Linked DNA regions of Mus musculus: regions 2, 3, 4, 5 and 6 are each linked to region 1. A link is a contact called in public ChIA-PET, capture Hi-C and promoter capture Hi-C data. All regions are on one chromosome and are shown on one strand. Each heading gives the region's core, a stretch centred on a gene start, on an enhancer-like site or on the middle of the called end of the contact. The rest is flanking DNA. Distances are from core to core; before and after follow the strand shown. Region 1 holds the start of Cmas (cytidine monophospho-N-acetylneuraminic acid synthetase). Region 2 overlaps C2cd5 (C2 calcium-dependent domain containing 5). Region 3 holds the start of Spx (spexin hormone). Region 4 overlaps C2cd5 (C2 calcium-dependent domain containing 5). Region 5 holds the start of C2cd5 (C2 calcium-dependent domain containing 5). Region 6 holds the start of Gys2 (glycogen synthase 2).

The links. Promoter capture Hi-C pulls out the DNA fragments that hold promoters and counts their contacts. ChIA-PET counts read pairs in DNA pulled down with a chosen protein or histone mark. Capture Hi-C pulls out chosen DNA fragments and counts their contacts.
Region 2: a promoter capture Hi-C map of the HPC-7 cell line shows a contact between it and region 1. The contact joins the enhancer-like site here to the promoter of Cmas in region 1. A contact is called at or near these places in 5 of 39 promoter capture datasets (the HPC-7 cell line, HPC-7-derived erythroid cells, embryonic stem cells and 2 more), 1 of 484 Hi-C or Micro-C datasets (CD4 T cells), 2 of 115 datasets of contacts at active chromatin or transcription factors (embryonic stem cells and forebrain) and 2 of 9 other capture datasets (adipose tissue and liver).
Region 3: a capture Hi-C map of embryonic stem cells shows a contact between it and region 1, with 4 times the contacts expected there. The contact joins the promoter of Spx here to the promoter of Cmas in region 1. A contact is called at or near these places in 7 of 39 promoter capture datasets (the 3T3-L1 cell line, cranial neural crest, embryonic stem cells and 4 more), 1 of 484 Hi-C or Micro-C datasets (large pre-B cells) and 2 of 9 other capture datasets (adipose tissue and embryonic stem cells).
Region 4: a contact with region 1 is called in a promoter capture Hi-C map of the C10 cell line. The contact joins the enhancer-like site here to the promoter of Cmas in region 1. A contact is called at or near these places in 5 of 39 promoter capture datasets (the C10 cell line, the HPC-7 cell line, embryonic stem cells and 1 more), 1 of 484 Hi-C or Micro-C datasets (nephron progenitors), 2 of 115 datasets of contacts at active chromatin or transcription factors (embryonic stem cells and forebrain) and 3 of 9 other capture datasets (adipose tissue, embryonic stem cells and liver).
Region 5: an RNA polymerase II ChIA-PET map of effector CD8 T cells shows a contact between it and region 1, with 29 read pairs. The contact joins the promoter of C2cd5 here to the promoter of Cmas in region 1. A contact is called at or near these places in 3 of 39 promoter capture datasets (the HPC-7 cell line, liver and macrophages), 4 of 484 Hi-C or Micro-C datasets (CD4 T cells, CD8 T cells and embryonic stem cells), 6 of 115 datasets of contacts at active chromatin or transcription factors (double positive thymocytes, effector CD8 T cells and embryonic stem cells) and 2 of 9 other capture datasets (adipose tissue and embryonic stem cells).
Region 6: a contact with region 1 is called in a promoter capture Hi-C map of liver. The contact joins the promoter of Gys2 here to the promoter of Cmas in region 1. A contact is called at or near these places in 3 of 39 promoter capture datasets (the 3T3-L1 cell line, cranial neural crest and liver), 2 of 484 Hi-C or Micro-C datasets (the HL-1 cell line and liver), 1 of 115 datasets of contacts at active chromatin or transcription factors (embryonic stem cells) and 3 of 9 other capture datasets (adipose tissue, liver and pancreatic islet).

Annotation. Positions count from the first base shown.
Region 1 is chr6:142,755,117-142,759,398 of GRCm38.p6, reverse strand. Cmas (cytidine monophospho-N-acetylneuraminic acid synthetase) reads right to left here and starts at 2,713. Exons shown (of 8, transcript NM_009908.2): 1 at 2,373-2,713. The coding sequence starts at 2,626. It overlaps LOC115490443 (a long non-coding RNA gene), which reads right to left and starts at 2,091. Exons shown (of 2, transcript XR_003956544.1): 1 at 789-2,091; 2 at 1-532.
Region 2 is chr6:143,066,811-143,070,894 of GRCm38.p6, reverse strand. C2cd5 (C2 calcium-dependent domain containing 5) reads left to right here. Exons shown (of 29, transcript NM_001362113.1): 9 at 3,754-3,839. Among named protein-coding and RNA genes, the nearest start is that of C2cd5, 31 kb to the left of the region's middle. Within about 2 kb of position 2,219, at least 39 of the 459 cell types and tissues checked have an H3K27ac peak or open chromatin away from gene starts, as enhancers often do. A contact at or near this core is called in the HPC-7 cell line and embryonic stem cells, where this site is marked.
Region 3 is chr6:142,411,891-142,415,852 of GRCm38.p6, reverse strand. Spx (spexin hormone) reads right to left here and starts at 2,422. Exons shown (of 6, transcript NM_001242345.1): 1 at 2,407-2,422; 2 at 1,940-2,020; 3 at 1,775-1,832; 4 at 1,022-1,084. The coding sequence starts at 2,412. It also overlaps a transcript of Golt1b not described here.
Region 4 is chr6:143,048,532-143,053,040 of GRCm38.p6, reverse strand. It overlaps C2cd5 (C2 calcium-dependent domain containing 5), which reads left to right. Exons shown (of 29, transcript NM_001362113.1): 13 at 2,802-2,916. Among named protein-coding and RNA genes, the nearest start is that of C2cd5, 49 kb to the left of the region's middle. Within about 2 kb of position 3,055, at least 17 of the 459 cell types and tissues checked have an H3K27ac peak or open chromatin away from gene starts, as enhancers often do. A contact at or near this core is called in the HPC-7 cell line and adipose tissue, where this site is marked.
Region 5 is chr6:143,098,336-143,102,671 of GRCm38.p6, reverse strand. It overlaps C2cd5 (C2 calcium-dependent domain containing 5), which reads left to right and starts at 2,520. Exons shown (of 29, transcript NM_001362113.1): 1 at 2,520-2,739; 2 at 2,876-2,994. The coding sequence starts at 2,905.
Region 6 is chr6:142,471,331-142,475,369 of GRCm38.p6, reverse strand. It overlaps Gys2 (glycogen synthase 2), which reads left to right and starts at 2,261. Exons shown (of 17, transcript NM_145572.2): 1 at 2,261-2,689. The coding sequence starts at 2,569.

The DNA of each region.
Region 1 (4,282 bases), core at 1,464-3,963:
CACGTGTTCTACATGTTGCTCAGCTGTGGTAGTTGTGGTGATAGTGCATCAAACAACCTAAGGAAAGACTTCTTTTGAGTCACTTTCTGACATCTTTCTATTACTTGCTTAGCGTGAACATTGTGGCCTGTGATGGGGCAGAGTATCATGGTGGAGGGAACACAGTGCAGCAGAGATGTCTACCTCATGGCAGCCAGGAAGTGCAGAGATGAGCTTGGACATCACAGCATGTGGCATGGACTAACAAGTGTGTTTTTCACTGTTTAACCACACTCCCCAAAGAACTAACCAGTAGGGCAGCCTTGTCTGTGACGGGTAAGGGGAACTGTCAGGAAGACAGCTATCTGTCACATCACCTCCAATCAGTCACTTTTCTTCAGGTTTACAAGGGTCAGGAATGCCTGCTGACACCTGGATGTCACACCATCAAGAGAGTAGACAACCAAGAAAACAGATGACCATCTTGTGTCCATGTGACTAGGGCTAAAAGTTGACTCCTCAGAAATCCCGCATGTTCTGCACAGCATCACCTCTGAAGAGATGGAACAGGGGTGTCACCTTTGATTCGAGGCTTGTGCCCAACAAGCCTTACTCTTCCTATCAGTGTCCATGGCTCCAGAGGGGGCATGGGGCTGCGCCTGTCAATGGTTCTACATAGCTGGCTCCTGCTGCTGCTCTAACCCTTGGCTCAAGACAGCAATACCCAGTCCCATAGTAATAGACAGCACGTGCTGAATAAAAGATTCATCTTTTGTTCTTAAGCCTAATTACGGGACATAAAGACTTACCTGTGCATATGTGGTGGGCGTTTGTGTGACTACATGCATGAGTGCCTTGGTACATGTGTGGAGGTCAGAGAGCAACCTCAGGCACTGGTCCTCACATGTCACCTTGTTTGTGACAGGGTCTCTCTTTCGTTGTTCACTGGGTACACCAAGCTGACTGTCCCCTGAGTTTCCAGATTCTCCTGTCCTGCTGTAATTGCAGATGCACTAGACTCTCACTTGGATTTTATGTGGGCTCAGGGAATGAGATCTTAGTTCCTCAGACTTACATGGCAAGCATTCTGTCCAGAGCCATCGCCTCTATCAATTACCCTCCCACTCCCCTTAAAAGATTGTATAGTGTGAATATGTCCACGTGAGACCAAGGGCCTGTGGAGACCAGAAAAGGATATCCAATCTCCTGGTGCGGAGTTTCAGGCAGTTGTGAGCTATCCAACAATGGTGCTGAGAGCTGAACTTGGGTCCTTTGGAAAACCAGTACGTGCTCTCAAGCGCCGGGCCATTTCTCCAGTTCTACCAGTACCCTTTCTGAATCCACTCTGAAAGTCATTTCCTGACATGGGACCTGAGAGTCATGAACAATAATTTTGTTCTCAATCTATGGTCAGTATGACTTCAAACTCTTTTCCCTTCATAGATGTTACTTTGTCCCTGTGGCCTATACATAATTAACTTCTCACTCCTTTGCAGTCTGCATTCTGAGAGGTTTAAAAACACAAAACCAAACAAAAACCAATCGAGAGCTCCGTAAGGGATAGAACTGTGCACGGACCGTCTTGCTATCTCCTTGCGTGTGTATGGAAAAAAGTGGGGCTCAAGAAATGTTTACTGAGCTGAACCAAATTCACGATACTCCCCTATCTCTCCTCAGCACACTTCCTATTACGTGTTATTTTCAGAAGCCAGCTGTTTCTTTAGCTCCACCCAGAGCTTCCTTTGAGTCAAAACACAAAGAAAACTCATACATTTATATCTTTTGCTATCCCATCTTTAAACAATGTCAGTTGGGTGAAAAAAAAAATCTGCCTTCATAATATGGGGAAATCAATAGCCTTCTGAATCAATCATCTTAAAAGCCAAATCATCAAAAGGTAGCAATAAATTCAAGCAGAATTTGGATGCAGCTAGCACGGGCATTTAAATTCCTTGTTGGCAAAGGATTTTTATCTCCCTCCTTTGATGAATGGCATCAACTTGTAACTCCTGATCAATCCGGTGGAGGCCGAGAGGATGCAGAGATAAAAACTGCCTTTAGTGAGGCCAAAGTTCAAGAGGTAGGCTAAACCCATTCACACCCATAAAACAGTCATACCTCGTACACACGTAGGGACCATTTCCTCTTTGTGCTGACTCACAGCCTCACAGCCAGAGAATATTTTTTTCTCAAAGGTGAGGGAAGACTCTCTAAGCTGGGGAGCCCCAACTCGACTCCATTCATGCACCTGCTGCCTCCCGGGCCTTGCAGCACCCGGCAGTCTGCGCAGCCCAGAGGTGACAGGCGCCCATCAAGCAGGGGCGACCCAGGGTCAGGCCTGGGGACCCCGACCCCCGACCCCCGACCCGGGCCCGGCTCCCGCACATGCGCACCTCTGGAAGACCCCCGCATCCAGGGCGGCGCGCAGGACCCAGCCAATGAGCGGAACCCCCGCCAGGCGCTTGATGTTCTTCAGTGGGATGCCTTTGCTGCCGCCGCGGGCCAGCACCAGCGCTGCCAGGTGCGGCGGCTTCTCTAGGCCGCGCCCCGCGCCCCGGCTGCGCTGCAGCTTCGGGGGCCGGCCCCGGGACGGCCGTCCACGCGGGGCGGGCCCCGACGTGGCGGCCCCCTTCTCCAGCGCGTCCATCTTCCTCCCACGCCGCCGCTCCAACGTCTCCACATCCGGGAGCTCGGCCCCGCCGACTCCACTCGGTACCGCCCGCCTGCTGTGGCAGCTGTAGGCCACGCCCACGGCTCCGCCAGCCCCGGGGCACGCTGGGAGTTGTAGTTCCCCGCGCCGTCACCCTGCAGTGGGGCCGGCCAGGTGAGCTCAGAGGAGCCTCTAGTTGAATGGCGCTTTGTGCAGTGTTCAATAATGTCTGGAGATTTCTAAAATAAATGAGAATTAGTCCTCCTCCACTCATCTCCTCCTCTCCAGCCTCTTTCCGTTTTCCCATTTCTTCCTCCCCTTACACCTTCCTCCATTTCTTCCTTCTTCCCTTTTTTTTCCCTCTCCAACCACTCCCCATCAACATACTAGGTAACTTCAGGTCATGAGAAGCTGAGTCGGGTTTACTGGGCAACAGCCCCTAGCCATAAAGAATTGCTTAGTCCCAGCCTAATTGTTTCACAAACAATATTTTGGGCTCTCAAACAGTATGAGAGAGAGAGAGAGAGAGAGGGAGAGAGAGAGAGAGAGGCAGACAGAGAGAGAGGCAGAGAGAGGCAGACAGAAAGAGAGACAGAGACAGAGAGAGAGACAGAGAGAGAGAGAGAGACAGAGAGAGAGAGAGACAGAGAGAGACACACAGAGAGAGAGAGAGAGAGAGAGAGAGAGAGAGAGAGAGAGAGAGAGAGAGAGAGAATGTCTGTAAATGGGCTCAACCTGCAACAGCAGAAAGCTTGGGGCCCCTCGCTGTTGCAATAAATCAGTCTCAACCTGTGGGGATCAAGGTCTATCTTCTCTACCTCACTTTTCTTACAGTTATCATCATCCTCTTTTCTTACAGTTATCATCATCCTCTGCTTTGCTCTCTGACTGGAGCTAGCCTTGAACTCACTATATAGTTCAGATTAGCCAGGAACTCATGACATAGCTCAGGGTGGCCTGGAACTTGAGGCAATCTGGCTGAGCTGCCACTCCCAAGGAATGAATGAATGAATGAACTGAAGACCCTCCCCACTTGGAAACTTCTTAGTCCATACTATAGCATGGATCTATTTTATGATTTAATGCTTTTATATTAAACATCAATCTTCCTATGCTCCTGATTCATCTCCCTCTCCAAGAAATTGCCCCATTTTAATGTCCTACAGGTGCCTCGAACTCAACATTTTAAGCCATCGTCCCCCTCCCATGGGCTTGGCATTCCCTGCTAATTCAGCCAACAGTGTTACCTTCTGCTGGTGTGTCAGCTTTATTAATCCCTTCCAGTGTAGTGCACACCTGTTCCCTTCTAAAAAAAAAAAAAAACTTTTAAAAAGTTGTCTGATAAAATATATTCCTTTGAGAACCCACTGCCTCTCCCCAGGTGCGGGTGGGGTGTAAACACACATTCTTTTCATAGTAACAGTGTGTGACAATCTTGGCCCTTGAAATGTCCTATCTTCCTGAACACAGCTACAAGTCTTTCCAGACTCCTGTGAGAACAAAAGATCCTTCTCTTGTTGAGTTTTTGGATGTTAAAAGACTGTGTAAGTCTGAAGCCTGGGAGTAAAGGGGTGGAGAGATTTGGTATTCTGGAAGAGCCAGGGGGTCTACACTCACTCTGAAGAAAGCCAACCCAAGATATACAGAGAGGAG
Region 2 (4,084 bases), core at 970-3,469, 310 kb before region 1:
GAGGAGGCTATGCGAAGGCTATTTGCAGAGCGCACTGCATTCTGTATTTGTGAATTTTGTTCCTGCGGTGCTGGTCATGGTGGCCTCAGCAGCATTCCCTACAGATGCTGAAGCTGTACTGTATATAATTATGAGTAACAATTAAAAAGTACTGCTAAAGCCTCTTTACTCTTGTTCTTCACGCTCAGCCAGGTGTGGCAGCGCACGCCTTTAATCCCAGCACTCAGGAGGCAGAGGCAGGCGGCGGATCTCTGAGTTCGAGGCCAGCCTGGTCTACAAAGTGTGTTCCAGGACAACCAGAGAAACCCTGTCTCGAAAAAACAAAAACAAAACAAAACAAAAAAAAAAGATAGCATTTTATAGTAATGGATGCTTTGGAATGTGGTATTTTAACTTCTTTGTGCCATAAAAATTGAGCCATTGAAATTGCGATGAAATTTAAAAAAAAAAAAAAAAAAGGAGTAAGCGACTAGCCGTAATGTTCATGCCACTGAGAACAAGGTAGGCTTGGGATGGGACCTTCTCCTCTGCACCTTTTCTGTAGGCTGGAGATGAAACCCAGCTCATGGTGCATGCTGGACAAGCACTCCACCTCAGCCAGCCTCCTCCTCAGCTCCTGGGTACTTAGAGACCAGATCTTATTAAGTTGCGGAGGCTGGTCTCTGCCTTGTGAGCAGGAGTCGGCCCAGGCCCAGTATAGCTGGGACTCTGGGTGTGCTCTTATAAACAAGGAGATGTGACTGGAGCTGTGAGGCTTTGGTCTGCTCACTGGCTTCTAAGCTGCTTTTCAATAATGCTCACTGATTATGTTCTTGTCGTACCACAGATAACGTTTAGAAAGCGGGGTTTTTTTTTTTTTTTTTGGCTTTTTTGTTTCTTAATTCTTACAAAAGGACAAACCTAAAGATTGTACAGGCATCAGCAATGGAAGCTTTCTGACTGGCATCAGATGTGCTAGCAAGGACTTCTGTAGTACTGGTTCTTAAAACCTCATTTATATACCTGTAAGCTGACTCTGATTGTTTTGTTTTGTTTTCCCACCTTAGTAGCTTGTTGAGACCCTCGCCACCTTTGCGCGGTCTGGAGGGGCTTGCCACCTCTCAGTTTTGTTACCTCGTAAGCTGAGACTCAGTGAGCATCCTTTCCTGTCTCTGTCCGGCTTCTGAGAAGCAGTACAAGTCGATTATGATTGACTTACTATTTATAAACCGAGACGTCAGAAATAGAGCAGAATAAAGGGTGGTCTGAGAAAGTTATTTTTCTGTTTATAATGCATTTTTTGGGTTAGTTTTCTTAATTTTTTTTTACTTTATTAGAATCTAATTTATAACATTTTAAAAAATGAGATTTTAAAAATGTTTTCCCCAATTTCTCAACTAATAGGAGTGGAATTTTTGAATGCTGTAATAGGTATATAGCAGAGATTTACACACTTGATTTGGGTAGATTTTACTTTCTTAGGCAGGGTGGCTGTATATATTTCTTACAATACACAGGGTATTTGACCTTTATGTGCAAATATCTGTAAATAGTGATATGATCACATTAAAGTATGAGACATTTTAGAGGTAAGATGAAAGGATTAATGTATACATCAAAACTGGAGAGTAAAAACCTAGCTTGGAATTCATAATACATTACTCTATGATTATTTTTTAAATGAGTATCCCATTAGCACAAATATATGCAGTATCATAGCTAGTAACATTTTAAGGTACCAAAATTTACTACTTTAAATCAGTGTTTTGGATTGAAGCCACAAGTTTCTTACCATACGGAGAGTGGTGGTTTTCAGCCATACAAGTTCTTAAATACAGTCAGCCAGCCAACCAACCAAAATCAATTGGTGGGCAATTTAAGTATTTGAAGAAGTCAGTCAAAAGTGATGGAATGCATAAAGTCTTGCTAATGATTTAAAGTTTTTCAGTGCTTGCAGAGTTTGAAGGGCTTTGTTCATTTTGAAGGTGTCCTTGGTTTGCATGTTGGCTAGGGCTCTGGCGGGTGGGTGGGTACCTGAGCTCTGGCTCACTCAGTGTGGGTTTGTCTGCATTTGAATCCATTTGATTGTTATGTTTGCTCTCACTGCGTTCCTTCTCCTGCATTTCTGATCATCTTCTGAACCTACATCTTTGCTACTTTCCTCCACAGCACCTTACCCACAGGGGCCGGGGATCTACCTGTGTCCCAGCTCCACCCCCCTCTCTTGTGGTTCCTTTCACCTTAAGTCCCGCCTCCTCTCGGAATCTAGCCTTACCCCTCATCACTCTAGCCTTGTCAGCCCCGTTCTGAGGAAAAGTGTTTCTTTCAGTGAAGAGCTGTTCCTGGCTGCTTCTGGTAGGATCACATTATGTCAGCTTTTTTTTAAATAATCCCTTTGTTTTAAATCATCTCTGAAAACATGTTATTTTATGCCATAGAGAATGACTGTGTGCTTTATGTGTGTGAGTGATTTCACTGACAGTTAATCAGAACCACACATATGTCACTGACGCTTACTTGATGGCTATTATCAGTAGTCACTGAGTTTTCTGTTTAACAAAGATTATGTGTCAGGATGTGGCTGTGGATGTTTGCTGTCACTCTCAGGACCGAGGTCTCACTCAGTGTCCTTGTAGATGCTCTGTTCCCCTCTCTCCATACCTGCTCCATCCACATCCGACCTGTGCCATCCTGTTGCTAAACCAGAAGGCTACATGAGAAAATTATTCTGTTTGAACCAGTTTAAGTCTCATTTTGGTGCTATTCTTTTATTATACACTTGTTTTCTTTCCATTCCATTAATCAAGTTATTCTGCTATGTTTTCTGGTACTTTATTTATCACTGCAAACTTACCTTTTATTTTGTGATTTTAAATATGCTTCATATAAAGATCTTAGTTTTGTTTCCAGTTAGCATTGTGTAGTCTCTAAAAACCTTAAGATTACTGTAAGAAAAACTTTTGTTTTCAGAGATCAGAATGGGACTACACACATGCTAACCCTTGTTTCCTTATCCAAGAACAGCTAAAAATGTAAACATGGATTAACTCCTCCCTAAGGCACTGCAGTGAACTTGACCGGATGCATCTTTAGCTTTGAGAGCCAGTGTGAGCCATCCCATCTCCATAGATCGTGGGCCATACTTGTCCTTGTGTTACTATCAAAACAATGACGACAACAAATGCTAGGGAAAATGTAATATTAGCCTTAAAATACATCTAAGGGTGAGGAAATAGAATTCTTTCATCCATGACTATGTACATTTGTGATGTGCTTACACATGTGTGTTGATTTTTGTTAATGAGCACATCCCATGTTCAGAGGAGAGCATGAGCAGAGAATAAGCTTCATTCTGAAGGCTGATTGGCCCGTTAGCTTCCTGTAGTTTTGACCTGAGCAGTTAGTGTGTTTCTTCCCATATTTTACCAGATATTTTGATGTGTTTAAGTTGTTAGCATAGTCAGTTATTCTTTTGGTTATTTTATTAAAATTATCAACTTATAAATATTGAATATTATCAAAGAATTGTTGCCTTATTTTAATATTTTTATTAGAATAAATTGATTGTAAAACTAGCTGTGACCATAACTTTGATATCTTACTTTAAAGAAAGTTTTAATATAGTAGAGTAAAATGCATGTGCTACTTACCATAGCAAAATAGGTTAAACATGTGGCTGAGTTTCTGTATTTGACACTGTCTGTGAAGATGAGTGCACTTGAGCTTGCCGGTGTCTACTTATGTGCTTGTTCCTTACGTGCTGCTGTCCTGTAGGAATGGGCAGTGGGAGTGCTGGAAAAGAAGGGGGGCCCTTTAAAGCCCTTTTACGGCAACAGACGCAGTCGGCGTTGGAACAGCGGGTAAGAGAACACTTTCTATTCCTTCTCTGTCTCTGTGGTTTTGTACGCCTGCGCTCCTTCCTGGCTGCTTAAAAGGTTCTGAAAAGGGTTTTTGATCATTATCTATAATGTTGTACTTTTAAAGTTCAAATGTATTTAAGATATCAGAGTAATTTTTTCACCAATATTTACTTTTTTACTTAGGAAAATTTCTTAACTTTTCTGTTTTGTGGAGCTTTTTAATTTAAAATACTTAAATTGAATTT
Region 3 (3,962 bases), core at 1,173-3,672, 340 kb after region 1:
CATTGGAGCCGGATCTCCCTGCTTTCCCCCTTCCAAGTCAATTTGAGATAACCGATTACAATCGTGGTCACATAGGAGGTAATTAGCTATTTGAATGAAGAGACCCTGGCTAAATAGTCAGAGTTATTTCACTTTTATTGAATTATATGTTTACTGGGTCACAGGGATATGCCGCTGCAGTCTATTTCATACTTAAGTTGACAGATGACATGGTCCTGATCTAGGACAGGCTGGGAGTTTTAATCGGAAGTAGCAGGAAGAGAAGAAACATATTCTACCCTAAAAAACAAGACCAGTCACACTGCAAACTCAGGAACTGAAACAAAAGCTGAAAGCATCTGCTATCGGCATGCTAAGCAGTGCTGAATATCTCTCCAAGTAAGTATAGCTTTTATTCTTGGTACTTCTATACAAAATTTTACCAAGATTATTTTTTCTTCTGTTTAAACTGCAATGTCATTAAGTTCATCAAGGAAAAAAAATGTTCCTGAACCTATTTCTTAATTAATTTGTTTTTTGGAGAATTTCATACATGATGAGTACTGTTTGCATAGTTTCCACCCTCTCTCTGTCCCCCAACTCGTCTTATGCATCCTCTGTAATTTATGATTCCCCCCCCCCCCCGCGTTTCCTACAACTATTTAGGGCTGAGGACTTGAGATTGGATAGCTTATCTAGAGTTTGTCCCGGAAGAAAACTGATCCTCCTCTCAGTCATTCATACCTGGCTCAATCATTCGTTCATAGCTTTTAACTTAATTGCGTTTGGTTAAAAACCTTTGGCGGCTGTTTCTAATCATTTAGGAGAAAGATATACTTGAAATGTCTAAGTGATTATTTAGTAGCAATTGCTATTTAGGAAGAGAAAGATCAAGGCTCTTTCCAGAAATACCCGGAGAGGGGGCTTCTCTCTGCCCTGTGTCTGTGCTACAGACCCTGCCAGTTTGGGGACCCGGGCTCACTAGCCGCCTGCTAGGGGACAGGGCAGGTGGAACCCCGCCATAGGCGCAGCGCTCGCTCACCTGGAGGCGGCCGGTCTGCAAGCTCCTTCCTACGGCTCTGGTCGGAGAGGAAGCGGCGGCCCTCTGCGGGGGGTGGGAAGGGGGAGGGGTGGGACACGAGGAGGACTGAGGCAGACAGCTAGACCCCAGGATCAGGGAGATCGCGGGTTCCCGCCAGGGATGCGACCTCGATTCGGAGAGCAGCCCCAGTGGGATTCGCGCGTGCCTCTCTCTTTCCTTCCACCCCTTCCCTTCCTCTCTCCCTTCCTAACTTCTTTTGCCATTCTATGCTCCTCTACCAGGCACCTTCTTTGTTCAATCATTAGTTCTCTAAATTCAATCAGCCAGCTTTCCTTCATTCCCTCCCCTTCTCCCTCCTCTCCTTCCTTCTTATCCCCCACTTTTCCCTCCCCCCTTTCCTTTATTTCGCCTTTCTTGAACCCTTCTCCAGCTCTTTCTTATTTCCTCCCTCCTCCTTTTTCCTTTTTTCCCTGACAGGATCTTAGTTTGACCTGGAGCCCACTAGGTAGCCCAAGCTAGCATTTCTCCTGCCTCAGCTTCGAGAGTGCCAGGTCACAGTAGTGACCCCAAACACCTCTTTGGGGGAGGGTTTCTGGCCATCAGAGTATTTTTGTCCCACCTGCCCACTCCTATGGTTTCTGGATTGTCTGAAATCCTAATTATTTACTGGAGCCGGCTGTGACCCTGTCTCTTAGGAGTCCCCGGATGTCTCCCATCACCCTCCGTGAGGAGAATAAGGAGTATGGAACTCACGTGCACCCTTCAGATAGAGCATAGCTTGGGGAGTCCAGTTCCTCTTCTCAGAGAGTCGCTGCAGTGCAGGGAGGAGAGAAGAATCGTTATTACAATGCAGCGGGTGGAAAAAGCAAAAACAGAGGCTGCCTAGTCCGAACCCGGGGTTTGTGTTCTCTGCATTACCTGTGGAGCACCGCTGGAGTTTTCCAGCGCAGACAGCACCAGGAGAAGGACCACGGCTGTCACTGCCAGGACGCTGGGCCCCTACAAGACACATCGACCAAACACAGCCTCATCGGACGGAGTGTGGCTGCATTTGTTTTTTTGTTTGTTTTTTGTTTGTTTGTTTTCGTTTTGCTTCCTCTTCAGAGAGGACAGTAGGCCCCTTACTTCACTCAGTATATGATCCCACCTTCTAGTTAATCCATAAAGAGTAACTTTAAAAATTAGAAAGATATGATTTTCATAACTTCACCCAAATAAAGAATTGGTGGATAAGTTCTATTCAGCAAAATCAGGTTGCACTATTTAAAGGCACTATTCTTCAAATGTCCAGTCACTACAATGCTCAGTACATATAACCTAGATAGAAAGGTAGACAGTTTATAGAACAGCTGGAAAGATATCGGGTGCACACATCTGCTGCTTACCTTCATGTTCCGACCCTGTCCAGAGCCCCACAATCTCTCGCCCTACCTTCCAGTCTTCTAAACTTGTTACAACCCCCGGGCTTTAAAAACTCCTAGTGTTGGAGTCTGCACAGAGGAGAGGAGACCACGAGGGTAGCTTGTCAATCTTCAGAACTGAGCGGACCTGATGACTCCTCTGGGGAGGTCTAATTGGCAGAAATAGGACAATGATTGATGAGCGGATATCATTTGTTTGGGAACTGACCACACCAGCCAGGAGACATTCTGACTGTATCAGCACCGTCACCTTTGTTTTTCCTGTTAGCTGCCCAATGCATTTCACCATTATGAATGAAACAAATGTAACTGTGGGCGGAGATGAATCACCCCTGTGAACACCAAAAGGTTAGCGAGCCTCAGAGGAACTTGACACCAGTCATTCATCTACTCAAGTGTCCATCTAGTCAGTGATTTAACAAATATGTGTTGAATGGCTACCTCCTACCTCTTGGTCTCAAGCTAATCTTTTAGTTAGGGGAGGACTCTCTCTACGCTACTGGCACCATGCTTAGGTTAGTAAGTAAAGGCAGCCAAGATGACATGACAGGGCAGTGCTGGGTTATTTTAGAGGGAGATTTGAAAAAGAAGATTCCAGGGAATTTGAAATTAGTATACCAGTTACAAGTTACAGACAGGCAGACAGACAGACACACCACACACACACACACACACACACACACAGAGAGAGAGAGAGAGAGAGCAGAAACAGCAAATAGCTTGGTTTATTTGAAGCAGAGGAAGGCAGTAATACTGTGTGGAGTAGGGGTGGTGGCATCACAAGGAAGGGCACTTGGAACTGGCTAGCACATATTCAAATGGTCTCAAGCAAAAGGCTGAGGTGGAAGGTTGGACCAGGAGTGGGAGGAATGGAGAGATAGAAATGACTGGATGTGGAAAACAGGACTAGCAGGTAAGACAGACATGAGAGTAGGTAGGAGAAAATAAGTCAGCCAAGGATGTTACTTAGAGTTTTGGCTCAAGCGTGGGTAAATGAAACAGTTTAGAGGAACCACAGAGACTTCCTAAGAAACCAAATTATGAACGCACAGAAAGAAAAATGTGTATTCGACAGGCAAGTAGAAACATAAGCCAGGTGACTGGAAATGCCAGACTTAGGAGCCCAGCAAAGAGGCAGTTAGCTTAGTCTTTCCCTTTCTAAACATTGAAGTGACCCACTGTAAGAACTGCAAGAATTCTAAGAATTTAAAAGTGGAGGAAAGATTGGGCATGTGTGAAGCATCCCTAAGAGGAATGGGCAGAGCTATGGAAGCAAACATACAGAAGCTGCACAGTAAAGGTCCAAGAAAAGAGGCGATGAACAGCAGAGTGATCAGAAACAAAGGAGTCATTTCAGGTCAGCGATGTTGAGAGCCCAAGGGACTGGTGACACAGCCTGGCAGGTAAAGGTGCTGGCTGCTGAGCCTAATTAATAACTTGAGTTTTGTACCTGAGCCTCATGTGGTGGAAGGAGAAAACTGACTCCTGTAAATTGTCCTCTAACTTCACACATAGTGTTT
Region 4 (4,509 bases), core at 1,806-4,305, 290 kb before region 1:
GGCTGCTTGTGAGCTTGCCTGAGGGGTATGAATGCTGCTCTCAGTCAGCTCGCTCTCGCTCTCGCTAAGGTTTAATCAGCCACATATTCTTTCATGGCTTTGGTTTAACTCTCTGTTGTTTTATGTTATATCAAGGTAAGTCTGATGTGGAGTAACTGTATTCTATGTGGTTACACATACCTCAAGGGAATGACATTTCTCCATTTGAGTATGCTCGGCATTTCTAAATCAATACATTTCAAGCTTAAAATAAGTAGCTCCCTCCATTTCTTCATTATTTTTTAAAATGGTGTTGTGGATTGCTGCCGATAAAACCCATTGTTAAAAACAGGGAATCTACCACATGCTACTTGTGGTACAGGTAAGGTGAGCCTACTGTGAGAAAACTTTCAACATGGCACACAATGATTGCTTTAGGAAATAGTTCAAAAAGTAAATAGCAAAGTCATTAATGACTTTAAGAAAAGTTAGACTTATTTGAAACAGTGTCCAGTACAACAGTTTCTGTCTAGACTGAAAGTTATTTCTGTTTGTGATACTTAGTTTTGTAGAACTGTAATTTAATAGACCAGGTTACTACATAAGCAATAGTATTTACCTGGATGTTTAAACTGGCATATAAGCATGCACGTCCAGCCAGGCATGGTGGCTCACACTTGTAATGTTAGCACTGGGGAGGCTGCAAGTTCCAGCAGCCTGATCTACACAGTGAGCTTGAGGCCAGTTGGGCAAAACCCTCTCTCAAACAAAGAAAATAACAAAAAAGGCACATCTGTCTTATTAGCAAAAGTGACTATGGGCTCTGAAGTATGTCTGTGCTCTTAATTAGGAATTTCAGCCAGGAATATACGAACAAGCTTGGGGCGCGCTGTAGGTGCAAATGGCCACTCGCATGCTCATAGTATGGGATGTAGCCTTCTCTGTTCTTTCTTCTTTACTTTATCCTGTGCTTTCACCTTTCCTCGGTTCCTATCAGTCTGTGGGTCTTTCTTTTCCTTGGCAGGAAGCTGTTCTAGGGTAGCTCTTTCTCCGACTCCAGGCTGGCTGGCATTTACCCTGCTCCTTTCCCCTTGGCGTCTCCTCCTCGCTGAGGAGACGCCCATCACAGCAGTGTGAGCTCTAGCAGGCTTCCTAACCTTTCTTTACTGTCTCTCCTCACTGCTTCCCTAGTGAGTATACTTCTACTTCATTTGTTTTGAAAAACGATGCTGAGAGTCGGATATAACTGCTGTGTAACAATAGAAAGTGATAATTGCTTTGCTTTGTGTGCTAGTACCTTTTGTGTGGAAAATATGCAGCATTCAGAGTCCTCCCAAACCCACACTGAGCACAAAAGAAGCAAGTAACAGACCAGTCTTGCTTCTAACACCTTTGCCCATGAAGAGTTAGTCTCCCTTGGAGTGCTGTTCACTCGCTCAGTGCAGGTGATTGAGAGGTGTGTGGCCACTCCTTCATTCATGCTGCCCCCTTACAAGGATGCTCATGACCCCAACAGGTCTGCAGTCCTGAGCACTGTTATTGCCAAACACTGGGATGAACCCAGTGCCTCTACGTGTGGCCGTGCCATTTAGCTCAGCTCTAGCCCCTAAACAGTCTTTGTTACAGTGAGACAGGAACCCAAGTTCCAAGTTCCAAGTTGATGACCAGGCTCTGATTAAAAACTCATGGGCCAGTTTTTCACATACCCAGGACTTCAGGCATGGGTACCATGCCCATAAGCCACCCTTTGAAGTTATAGGCCATGTATAGAGTTTATAATTTTGTGTTTGAAATTTGCCCTTCTATATTAACCAAATTATTTGTGTTAACCCTTTAAATGTATTTTTTCTTTTTCTGCCTCTCCCATTTTTCCTTCTTTTTAGATTGGCTAGTCCTTTTATACCCTGTTACTGTGGCTAGTTCTTTTATACCCTGTTACTATGGCTAGTCCTTTTATACCCTGTTACTATGGCTAGTCCTTTTATACCCTGTTACTATGGCTAGTCCTTTTATACCCTGTTACTATGGCTAGTCCTTTTATACCCTGTTACTGTGGCTAGTCCTTTTATACCCTGTTACTGTGGCTAGTCCTTTTATACCCTGTTACTATGGCTAGTCCTTTTATACCCTGTTACTATGGCTAGTCCTTTTATACCCTGTTACTATGCCCTGGAACTTATATATTTATTAAAGTATGACAAAGGTTCTAATGTCATAATAAATATTGATGGATCCTTACCTTGGGAAGAACTCAGAATGTAGTAATTATAAAGATAGGTGACAGAATACAAAATCAGTATTTAAATTCAATTTATGGATCGGATACATAATGTATTCAGTCTTTGAGATGAAACATAGTTTGTCCTCTCTGTTTCGAATCTGAGCACGGTGCGACGACATCTCACTTCAGTAAACTAGCATTCAGAACTGAAGGCAGAAGGATCAGGTCACAGTCATCCTTAGCCACATAGACTCAGCTCGAGGAAATCCTGTCCCCAAGATTAGTCAAACAAATAAACAAGGTAGGAATCTGGGAAGTTGAGGTTTCCGTTTTAGGTTATAGCGACTAAAACATAAGCCATTATGCTAAATGTGTGCACTTCCCTTGACATGGTAGCGCTAGTATAGCAGAGTGGTCTGTCCTAGCAATACAGTTTCAGTACTGAACCCTGATTCTTGTATGAAGTCAGCATTCTAATAAAGCAGGAAGTGTACAGTGTGGGGCAGCACTTCAGCTCCCAGAGGCAAGCTTCCTGCAGATATTTCCTGCTAATGTGTAACATGCTGTCAAGTAGTCAACTGACTTAAACTTTATTTTTCAGATGAACCAGAAACTCGAGATGCATGGTGGGCAGAAATCAGACAAGAGATAAAGTCACATGCTAAAGCCTTAGGCTGCCATGCTGTAGTGGGCTACAGCGAGTCAACCAGCATCTGGTAAATGACCACTTGGATTTCTTGACTTGACACTGGTTTGGCTGATTGTGTGAGCTGGAGCAATACGATACAGATCCAAGGAGAGAGGCACAGAGGGAAGCCAAGACGGGGGTTGGGCAAATCAGACCAAGTTCAGGATACCTCCGCCCCCTTGAGAGCCGCAGGCTAGCTGTGAACTGGATGATTTGTACAGGCTGTGCTACGGGATAGTCAGCATGCCCACTTACTAGTCCTTGCTTGTAGCACTTCAGTCGTTGAGTCTGGGGACTCATTCCAGTGGGACATTCAGATGGAGTGCTTGGTGTTCTATAAATGAATTGCCAAATATCTGGAATGTTTGTCTTCAGCCATCCTTAATCCCAGCACTTGGTGGGCAGAGCTTTCTCTGAGTTCAGGCCAGCCTAGCAACATAGTGAATTCCTGGCCAGCCAAGAGCTACATAGACCCTGTATTAAAAAGAAAAGGAGAAGAAGAAGGGAGGGAGGGAGGGAGGGAGGGAAGAAGGGAGGAAGAAAGCAAGCAGGCCCAGCCACAAAGTCACTATACTTACTACATTTATAAGTCGGGATGGAACTACTTCTTTTGCTAACAATATTCCTCCTAATAGCTAAGTTAGGGAGAGCCTTCAAAAGGGTTCATTCCTTCTACCTTTCACCTGAACCATCTCTCCTGTGTGCCCAGAGCTGTGCTCTTTGCAAGGGTTTCCCACCCCCAGTCATCCTTCTGCCACGGCCCCTTGTCTGTTGTCTTCCTTGTAGCCTCTGGGATAAGGCCTTCTTGTTACTAAGCCCTCTATTGCCACACACAACTTTTGAGTACAGTTTATATTTGTAGATCCATTGAACTCACTTAAAGAATGTGACACTATGAAATTTTACTTTTAGATTACATATGACGTAATGTTTTCCTACCAACATAGTTTGCTCCTTTTATATCAGTTTTGACCCTGTTATTTTAGGCAGATATATTTTTCTCTTTTTTAAAATTAAGATTGATTTATTTTATGTGCATTGGTGATTTGCATCCTTCTATGGCTGTGAGGCTGGATCCCCAGGAGCTGGAGTTATAAACAGTTGTGAGCTGCCATGTGGGAGCTGGGAACTGAACTCAGGTCTTTTGGAAGAGCAGTCAGCGCTCTTAACCGCTGAGCCATCTCTCCAGCTCCATATGTTTTTCTTTTTTTTTGTTATTTTATCTTCCTGGAACCCTATCTCTATTCCCTTCTAGAAAGGTGGTATTTGTTATAATGCAGAGGCCATTAGACCCTGTGCTGTCTACCGTTGCACAGTATAATGCATGCTACCCGATTCTCTGCTCATTCTGTCAGAGAGAGGTCATTAACTATAGTAAATATGAGTATCACTGAGCTGTGTTCTTTATCATTTTGTGCTTTTTATTGTTCCAGACCATGTGTTACACATTTGAACCATTCTAATGCCGTAGAATAAATAGACTTTTTGTTTTGCTTAGGTTACTTTTTTATAATTTATGTATAGGCATGTTTTAGCTGCATGAATGCACATATAACACATGTGTGCCTGTTGGGTGGCCTGGAGCTGGGATTATAGATGCTTGTGAGCCACCATGAGGGTC
Region 5 (4,336 bases), core at 1,271-3,770, 340 kb before region 1:
TACAATTTGCAAATATTTTCTACATCACAACACCTTGTAACTCTGTGAATTATGTCCCATTAAAAATTATCGCTCAGCCTCAGTTTTCTTGCATTTTCCTGTATCTCTTTTTGGTTTGTTGTTGTTGTTTGTGGTTCTGCAGATTGAACCCAAAGGCTCCTGTGCTAAGCAAGTGCTTGGCCATTGAGCTACATCCCCAGACTCTTGCCTTCTTCTTTTCAGAGACAGAGTCTCACTCTGTAGCCCAGGTTGGGCCTGAAGTTTCGGCAGTCCCTCTTCCGGTCTTTGCATTTATACTTTAAAAGAGGAATTGGTAACAAGGCAATATATTTTCCTTAGAAAAAGCTATCTCTATCCCGCCATCCGTATAATAAGGCAGCTCTGGTCTTCGGGCACCATTGCTAGTGGGTGACTGACAAACTGAAGGACTTTTGCAAATTTCTTTTCTGGTGGGGAGGGAGCTGCAGGGACAGACGGTTTCTCACTGTGTAACTCTGACCTAAGTGGAACTTGCAATGTAGACCAGACTGGCTTTGAACTCAGAGATCTACCTTCCTCTGCCTTTCTGGGGCTGGGAATTAAAGACACGTGTCACTATTTTCAGCTCTTTCTAACTGGAGCGATGGGAAAGGGATTTCAACATCTCTATCCCCCTTTCCAAAGATCTGAGGCAGGGGCTTGATCTCTGTGTATCCCAAAGGATGAAGTTCAGGTTGTGTGAGGACACTTAAAAGGTCAGCTGATTGGCAAGACAGTCCAGGTTTACAGGAAATGTCATCCACAATTGACAGCAGAAAAGGCCAGCGGCCCACATGTCCGTGTGGGCATTTACCTCAGCAAGGAGTTTATCATCAGACCAAAAACTGCAAAGACTACCGCCAAGCAGGATGAGGAACAGTTGAGAAGATGCAGAGAGAACAATCTTAGATATAGATTTCATTAAAAAATGGTTTATTAAATAAAATGGTTCAGTGAAGGGGAAAACAATGTAAAGAACATGGACTGATTTGTAGTAGACCCTTGAATTCAGCAAGGATAGTTTAGGTGCTTAGGAAAAAGCTACAGGTGGGTCCAAGGAAATTATGTGAGATTGTGATCTTATTGTTACTGACAAGGATGGAAATTTCTCTAGTCCAAACAGTATGCAACAATGTATCTTTTACTTATTCTTTTTCTTCTTTTGAGCAGGACATTTTCTTTGGAAGAATTCAGTTTTGCCCATGGGCAAAATTCCTTTCTCAGGAGGACTCTTTTTGAAAGGGCGTTTCTGGTTCATTACCACTTCAAGTAATTTTTCTATCCTGTTTTAGTATTTTTGAAGTTAAAAAGACCATGCTGATATCTTCATTTAGGAATTTTCCATTCCTGATAAATTCAGTGCTGTGATTTTTTTCCCACTGGCATTTTCAGTGTTGATTTCAGTATTTACTACAGAGTGTATTGCCAATGCTGGGTTTGCCATAGTGTAGGAAGTGCTCTTGTTCCATCCTGTGTGTGGGCTTCAACCCCAATCATTTTCTGATAGTCTGAAGCAGTATCTAATACCCCACTTTGACAGGCTCATGATGTATCTAGAGTGGGGTCAATTTACAGAGACCTAGTGAGGTCTTCTTCGGGCTCATTTCTCACACTGACTACATGTACCGCTGGAGGTTCGTTTCTTGCTGACTTTTAGCCAGCACTGTAGACCTTTCCTTTAGGCGTGTGAATGCTTAATACTTAGAGAGCTGGATGTGCAGGCACAAACCCATCACCTTAGCACTTGTGACAATACACCAGGAAGACTGCCACATTCAAAGCCAGCCTGGGCTGCATACCAAGGAGAGGCCAGCAGGCAAGATGTTGCCTCAAAAAAGAAAGTTCACACTGACACACAAAGTTCACACTGACATAAGGAAGTGTGAAGTGCCATCTATAACCCAGTACACAGTACAATTGCCTGTGACTGAAATAAGTCTTTGAAGAAATAATATTTATTTTCACTAGCTGAGATGCGTGTGTGTAATTTTTTGTCCCTTTTCCTTTTTTTTTTTTTTTTTTTTTTTTTTTTTTTTTTTTTTTTCTTTTTTGAGCCAAACTTTTCGTCTGTTGCCCAGGCTGGCTAAGAACTCGATGCAATCCTCCTGCCTCCACTTTCCAAGTTCTGGGTTGACAGGTGTGCGTCCCCACACCTGACTCTAACCAGAGGATTCTTACTGAAATTCATAGAAAACCACTACTCGCATCAGTACCCCTTCCTGGTGGCCGTCTCAGGAAACACTAAAAGTAGACTCCTCTAGTATGCTTGGCAGCAGCAGTCTGTCCAAGGGCCAACAAAATGAAGCGCGGCTGGGTTGTCACCAGCGCCGGGTGCCCAGAGCGCTGGAGCGTGTCCTCAGCACGGCTCCTGCACCTAACCGACCCGAGGCTGGGTAGATGATGCAGGGCTCGACCGGTTCCCCTGCTCTCCAGCTCAGCCCCGCCCCTCTCCCATGGCCCCGCGAATTCAAATCGGCCCCGCCGCAGGGCAGAGCACCGAGAGATCGATCGCTCCCGCCCCTCGAGCCGCCATTTTTGGAAGGTGGGAGGAGAAAGGTGGGTGGGCGCGGTGCCTGCTTTGCGGGATGCTGACTGGACTTGGCGGCTCTCTGCAGCACGTCAGGGGTAGGGCAGCACGGCTGGCCGGCGCCCTTCCTCCGGCTGCTTCTCCGGAATGAGGCCTCGGTGGCCGCGCGGGACGACTCGGTTCCTGCTCAGAGCGTGAGTGCGGCGCGCGCGCCCTCCGCTGTCAGTTGGCGCGCGCTCCCGACGCCTCTCCGCGCGCCCCCGCGCCCCCCCCCCCCGGGCTCGCGCTCGCTCGCTCGCTCGGCGCAGACTCGCTTGTTTGTTTCTGCAGGAATCCTAGGAGAGGCCGAAGCCGCCGTGATGCCGGGGAAGCTGAAGGTGAAAATTGTGGCCGGTCGCCATTTGCCGGTGATGGACCGTGCCAGTGACCTGACGGATGCCTTCGTGGAGGTTGGTTCCTGGTCCTGCCCCCCAGAGCACGGGGCGCCGAGCCCTGCCCTTCCCGCGGTCCCCGGCTCCGTGGAGGGATGCCCGCCCGCCCCCAGCCCGTGAGATGTGGCCATCGGTCCTGGACACGTCCCGCTGCCAAGCTCGCGGTCAGGGCGTCGGTCCGACCACCTGCCGGTCCGAGGCGTGGCAGCGGAGACGCTCGCCACGACCTCGTTTGCGGTTAGGAGGTTAAGGGCCATTGCTGCAGCAAGTCCACGCAGCCAGCCCTCTGGGGACACCCACAGCCCCACGGTGCGACTACATCCAACCCGTACCCCAACACCGTCTGAATCATCAGTGCAAGTCACACACAACAGCAGCACTAAAGCTGCCCTTGTGTAGACTGGTAGGGAGGTGAGCTGTTTCAGGGTAATTTATTGCCTCGAGGTAGGAAGTCAATTAAGTGCCATGGGTTTCAATTGCAAAATTGCTCTTTAAGTCTAATGATTAGTTTAAAAGTCATGCAAATTAGCACAGGCCTACTGTCCGGAAGTTAATAACTCACAACCTGAAAGAAGCCAAGGAGAAATTGTAATAAAAGTTGACATAATGAGGCAGACCATTAGAGCAATAATCATTTGGGCTATTAATGCTTAGGGTTCAAAGACATATGACAGTATACTTATACTCAATATATTCTTAAACGTTCCAGAACCTAATTAACTGCAATTCACTGTATTTTTTATTTTATTTATTTTTATGGCATTTGTTGAGTTCAACTTCATCTTTTATTGAAACAAACAAACACAAACCAAACTAACCCCCCCCCCCCAAAAAAAAAAACAAAAAACAAAAAACAAAACCCAAAGCAGTTTGCTCCTGGGCCAGATGTCAACAGAGATCTAATGATAACTGAAGTTGTACTGCCTTTCAGGCAGCCTGGAGAGTAATCCACACAGCTGATATTAATATCTAATATGTATTGAGCTTCATTATTGAGATATTTGTGTTTTGTACTTTTGAATCCTTAGTTTTTACAGCAAAGCTAACTAGGAGCCATATCCTCATCTTACAGGTTAGGCAGTGGATTCCTAGGGGCAGAAATAATGTGCTTCGATGATCTACCTTGTAAATCTCCACAGCCTAGCAGCAGTCTCTTCTATTATAACTTTCCCACCTCTCTAGACAAGGTGCTGAATGTTATTTTTGAATGATGGTTGTTTGCTAGGCCCTGTGCTATTCTGGTTTAGTTGATGTATGTATAATGATGAACAAGGTGAATTTGGTTTCTGATTTTAAGGAACTTTTGTTTTGGTGACTAAGACATTTTAAAAGTACAGAATTTACGAAGTAGATAATGCAA
Region 6 (4,039 bases), core at 1,012-3,511, 280 kb after region 1:
TGTGTGAGTTAACTCTCTGCAACCCTTTCAGTGCTGGACGAGCCAGTCTGCAATTGCTGAGACCGCAGCAAACCTAAGGCCTGCCTCCTCTGACACTCCTCGTCATCACGACCTTCTGTTCAGTTTTACTGGGGTTTGCAGAACCTTCAGGGGTTAAGTCAATACACACAACTTCTTCAAAGAGACAGCCATGAACCTTCAGAGGTTAAGTCAATACTCACAATTTCTTCAAAGAGACAGCCATGTTGAGCATTCCGCACATAGGCACACATTTATACTATCGTAGTACTTGATTTTCTCAAAAAGTATTTTGTATTATTATTATTATTTATTATTATTATTGTGTTGTGTGTGCGTGTGTGTAGCAGAATGTGGGTATGCAGGACACAGCATACATCTGAAGGTCAGAGGACACTTTGTGTGTTCAGTTCTCTCCTCCCCTCCCTTTCGTAAATTCTACGGATCAAACTCAAGTCATCTGGCTTGCTGCGAGATCCATCACCCACTAAACCAACTCACCAGCCCTTTGACTTGATTTTTAATGTTAGCCATATAAGCTTTTCTGTCAAACTTCAAACAAGTAAATATACAGTATGTAATTATATACATGTTCATAGGTAAGGATAAGAATTTTTTAATGTTGGGGCTGGTGAGATGGCTCAATGGGTAAGAGCACCTGACTGCTCTTCCGAAGGTCCGGAGTTCAAATCCCGGCAACCACATGGTGGCTCACAACCATCCGAGATCTGATTCCCTCTTCTGGAGTGTCTGAAGACAGCTACAGTGTACTTACATATAATAAATAAATAAATTTTTTTTAAAAAAAGAATTTTTTAATGTCACTGAGTCCCAGAAGACAAACATATTCTACTTCATTTCCATAGGCTTATACTACATGATAAAATATGACTCTATTCACCTTGAGTCATTAAGACAGGCTTAAGTTACTGCTGAATGATGTTGCTAAAAAAAACTAATAAAATTTTCTATACTGTATTAACAATTTAGTTTTTGTGAGAATTTTAAAAATTCTATTTTTAAATTTTTCTATTGTATTTCTTTTTTTTCTTTTCTTTTTGTTTTGTTTGTTTGTTTGTTTTGTTGTTGTTGTTTGTTTGTTTTTTGAGACAGGGTTTCTCTGTGTAGCCCTGGCTGTCCTGGAACTCACTTTGTAAACCAGGCTGGCCTCAAACTCAGAAATCCTCCTGCCACTGCCTCCCGAGTGCTGGGATTAAAGGTGTGCGCCACCACGCCCAGCTCCTCTATTGCATTTCTTTTGCAGGTGGTATGTGTGTGACTGCTTATGTGTACCACCACACATGCATGAAGGTCAGATGATGACATGCAGGAGCTGGCTATCTATTTCTGTCATGTGGGTCCCAGGATCAAATCCAGGTCATCAGGCTTGGCCGCAAGCTCTTCACCTGCTGCACCCTCTCGCTGGCCCGAATTCTTAAAATTCAAACAAGAAGAATACTTGGGACAATTATCATTTTCTGAAAGAAAAAAAAAAGGCCTATTAATGTAGGCATGTTGATAGCAAGCTAAACTTGTAAAGAACATGGTTAAAAATCAAGCATGCTTGTAGTTGTCTTTTGGGAATATTAGAGTGTGGAAGGTGGTGTTTGTCTGTATGGGCAAACACACAAGCACATACATAGTTGTACACTGACAAATACAGAAAAGGCGGTGCACGGCCTTTACTGATGATGTAATCATCATTATGGTGAAAGTTCAGATCCTAACCTCTTCTGCAACTTTCCCCCATATTTCAATACTTTCCTGAGCACTGAATTATGAAATACTATCAATCCCATAATACTTGACATTTAAAATCCATGAACGGAACTAAAATTCATTTCTCTTTAGCCATTAAGATAGGGATTGACAATCAACCAATCAACCAAAATGACACATTCTTTATGTGCTATGCAGAAAGACACCGTGGTTTATGCCTTTGTATACCAAAAAAGTACAGCATTTAAGGAGAATCGAGATCTGGCCTCTCACCACAATCCAGCTTGTACATTTAGAATAAAATAAGTGGGAATAAAACTCAGAGTTCTAGATAAGGAGAGGCAGAGGGAAGAGCACAGCTAGGCACAGGCTGGGGTAGACTCTAGGCACCACCGTGCAGTCTGTGGAAAACTGCTTGTGTCTGAGGGAAACTCCTGCTTGTGCTTCTGCCAATGACAAAATAAGCATCCAGAGAGTGTAGGAGTTTGGTCTAAAGGCCAAAGGCCAAAGGACTGGACTCTTGTCATGCTCAGTCTGTCCTCTGGCTACCTGCCCTGCTGTGAATAGTCAGGTTTCAGCTGCGATTTTTTGTTTTGTTTTGTCTTGTTTTTTTTGTTTTTGGGTGTCTGTGTGGATTATAACTGTGAGGCACTGCCCTCTCCTGAAAGGCAGCAAGGAGCTGGGCACGCTTCATCCAGCTGCGCTGGGTTCATGTGACCTCAGATTGCTGGCTCACCCTGTAGAGGCTATCCCAAGGCTGCTGCTTTTTCTCAGTGCTGACTGCAGTCAGCTGAATCAGGTCCCAAACGGCACCACACAGCTGGAAGAAGAATGCTCAGAGGCCGCTCCTTGTCGGTGACATCCCTTGGTGGGCTCCCTGTGTGGGAAGCTGAAAGACTCCCTGTGGAAGACTTACTGCTTTTTGAAGTTTCTTGGGAGGTGACCAACAAAGGTTTGTACTACTTGCAACACTGGCCATGGTGGGCCAGAGACATAGGGGACTCCAGTGGTGATGGGGCAGCATTGGCTCTGAAGGTGTCTGTAGGTCATAAAACTCTTTCCAACAGGCAATGAAAACATAAACTTATATGTGGGGTGAAGAGGGAGAGAATCCAAAAGGGTAGTGAGTGGCTGAATAGGCTTGTTAATGTTAGAAATGTAAATGAATGTCATGGCCAAGTAGGAATTTTTTAAAACTTTTTCTAATTTTGTATTAGGTATTTTCTTCATTTACATTTCAAATGTTATCCCGAAAGTCCCCTATACCCTCCCCCCACCCCTCTCCCCTACCCACCCACTCCCACTTCTTGGCCCTGGTGTTCCCCTATACTGGGGCATATAAAGTTTGCAAGACCAAGGGGCAAGTTATTGTTTTGTCTGAGCATTTTCCTTATAAATAAGAAGCAAATTAAGAAATTCTTTTCTTAGAGGAAAAGCTATATGTGGTCAGGACTAATCAGAAATGTTACCTCTTCATGCTATTAGTGTTTAATGCTTCTAAGAATTCAAGATAAGATTGAAGTTAGAGTTTCATTTAAATTGTGTTCTACTGAGAAATATTAAAATGAATCTTTCTCCAATGCTATGCATATATAGAAAATGTGCTTTTGAAAATGAAAGATGGATGAGGCAACCTAAGTGATTTTTCTAATAGAGGTATTTATAAGGCTATGTGAAAATCAACTCTTAGAGATTTATCTTCCAGTTTTAGGATGTTGACACATGAACTCACAGTTTAGTTATGGTTGGCCTGGAAAATTACAGATTCAAGTGCTGGGATTAAAAAGTGTGTGCCATTATGCTTGTTTTAAAAATCTCAAGGGAATATTAACAGGTGAATAGATTTCCTGAATTCTGCAAGATCATACAAAGCCTGTCAGAGAGATGAGGGGAGAGGGTAAATGATACAACCTTTACAAATTGAAGATGGGAGCTGAGAATGAATGAAGATTCTATTTCTTCCTTGCACATGTTGAGGGTCAGCATAATGTCAGAGTTGGAATTATAATTGCTGAGTCTGGGAAGATAATTCTGTCAGTAAAATGCTCCTCTGGCAGGCATAAGGACCCGAGTTCCAGCCCTGAAACTCAAGTGAAGAACCTGGGTGTGGCTGCAGATGCCTGTTGTCCCAGGGCTGTGGAGGTGGAGGCAGGAGGGCCCCAGAGGCTGACTGGCCAGCCAGCCCAGCAGGATGGGTAAACTCCAGGCAAGTGAGAGACCCTGTCTCACAAAGCAAAGTCAACAGGACTTTGGTGACCTCTGGCCTATATGTGTGTGTGCACATGCTCTCACACATGCACCC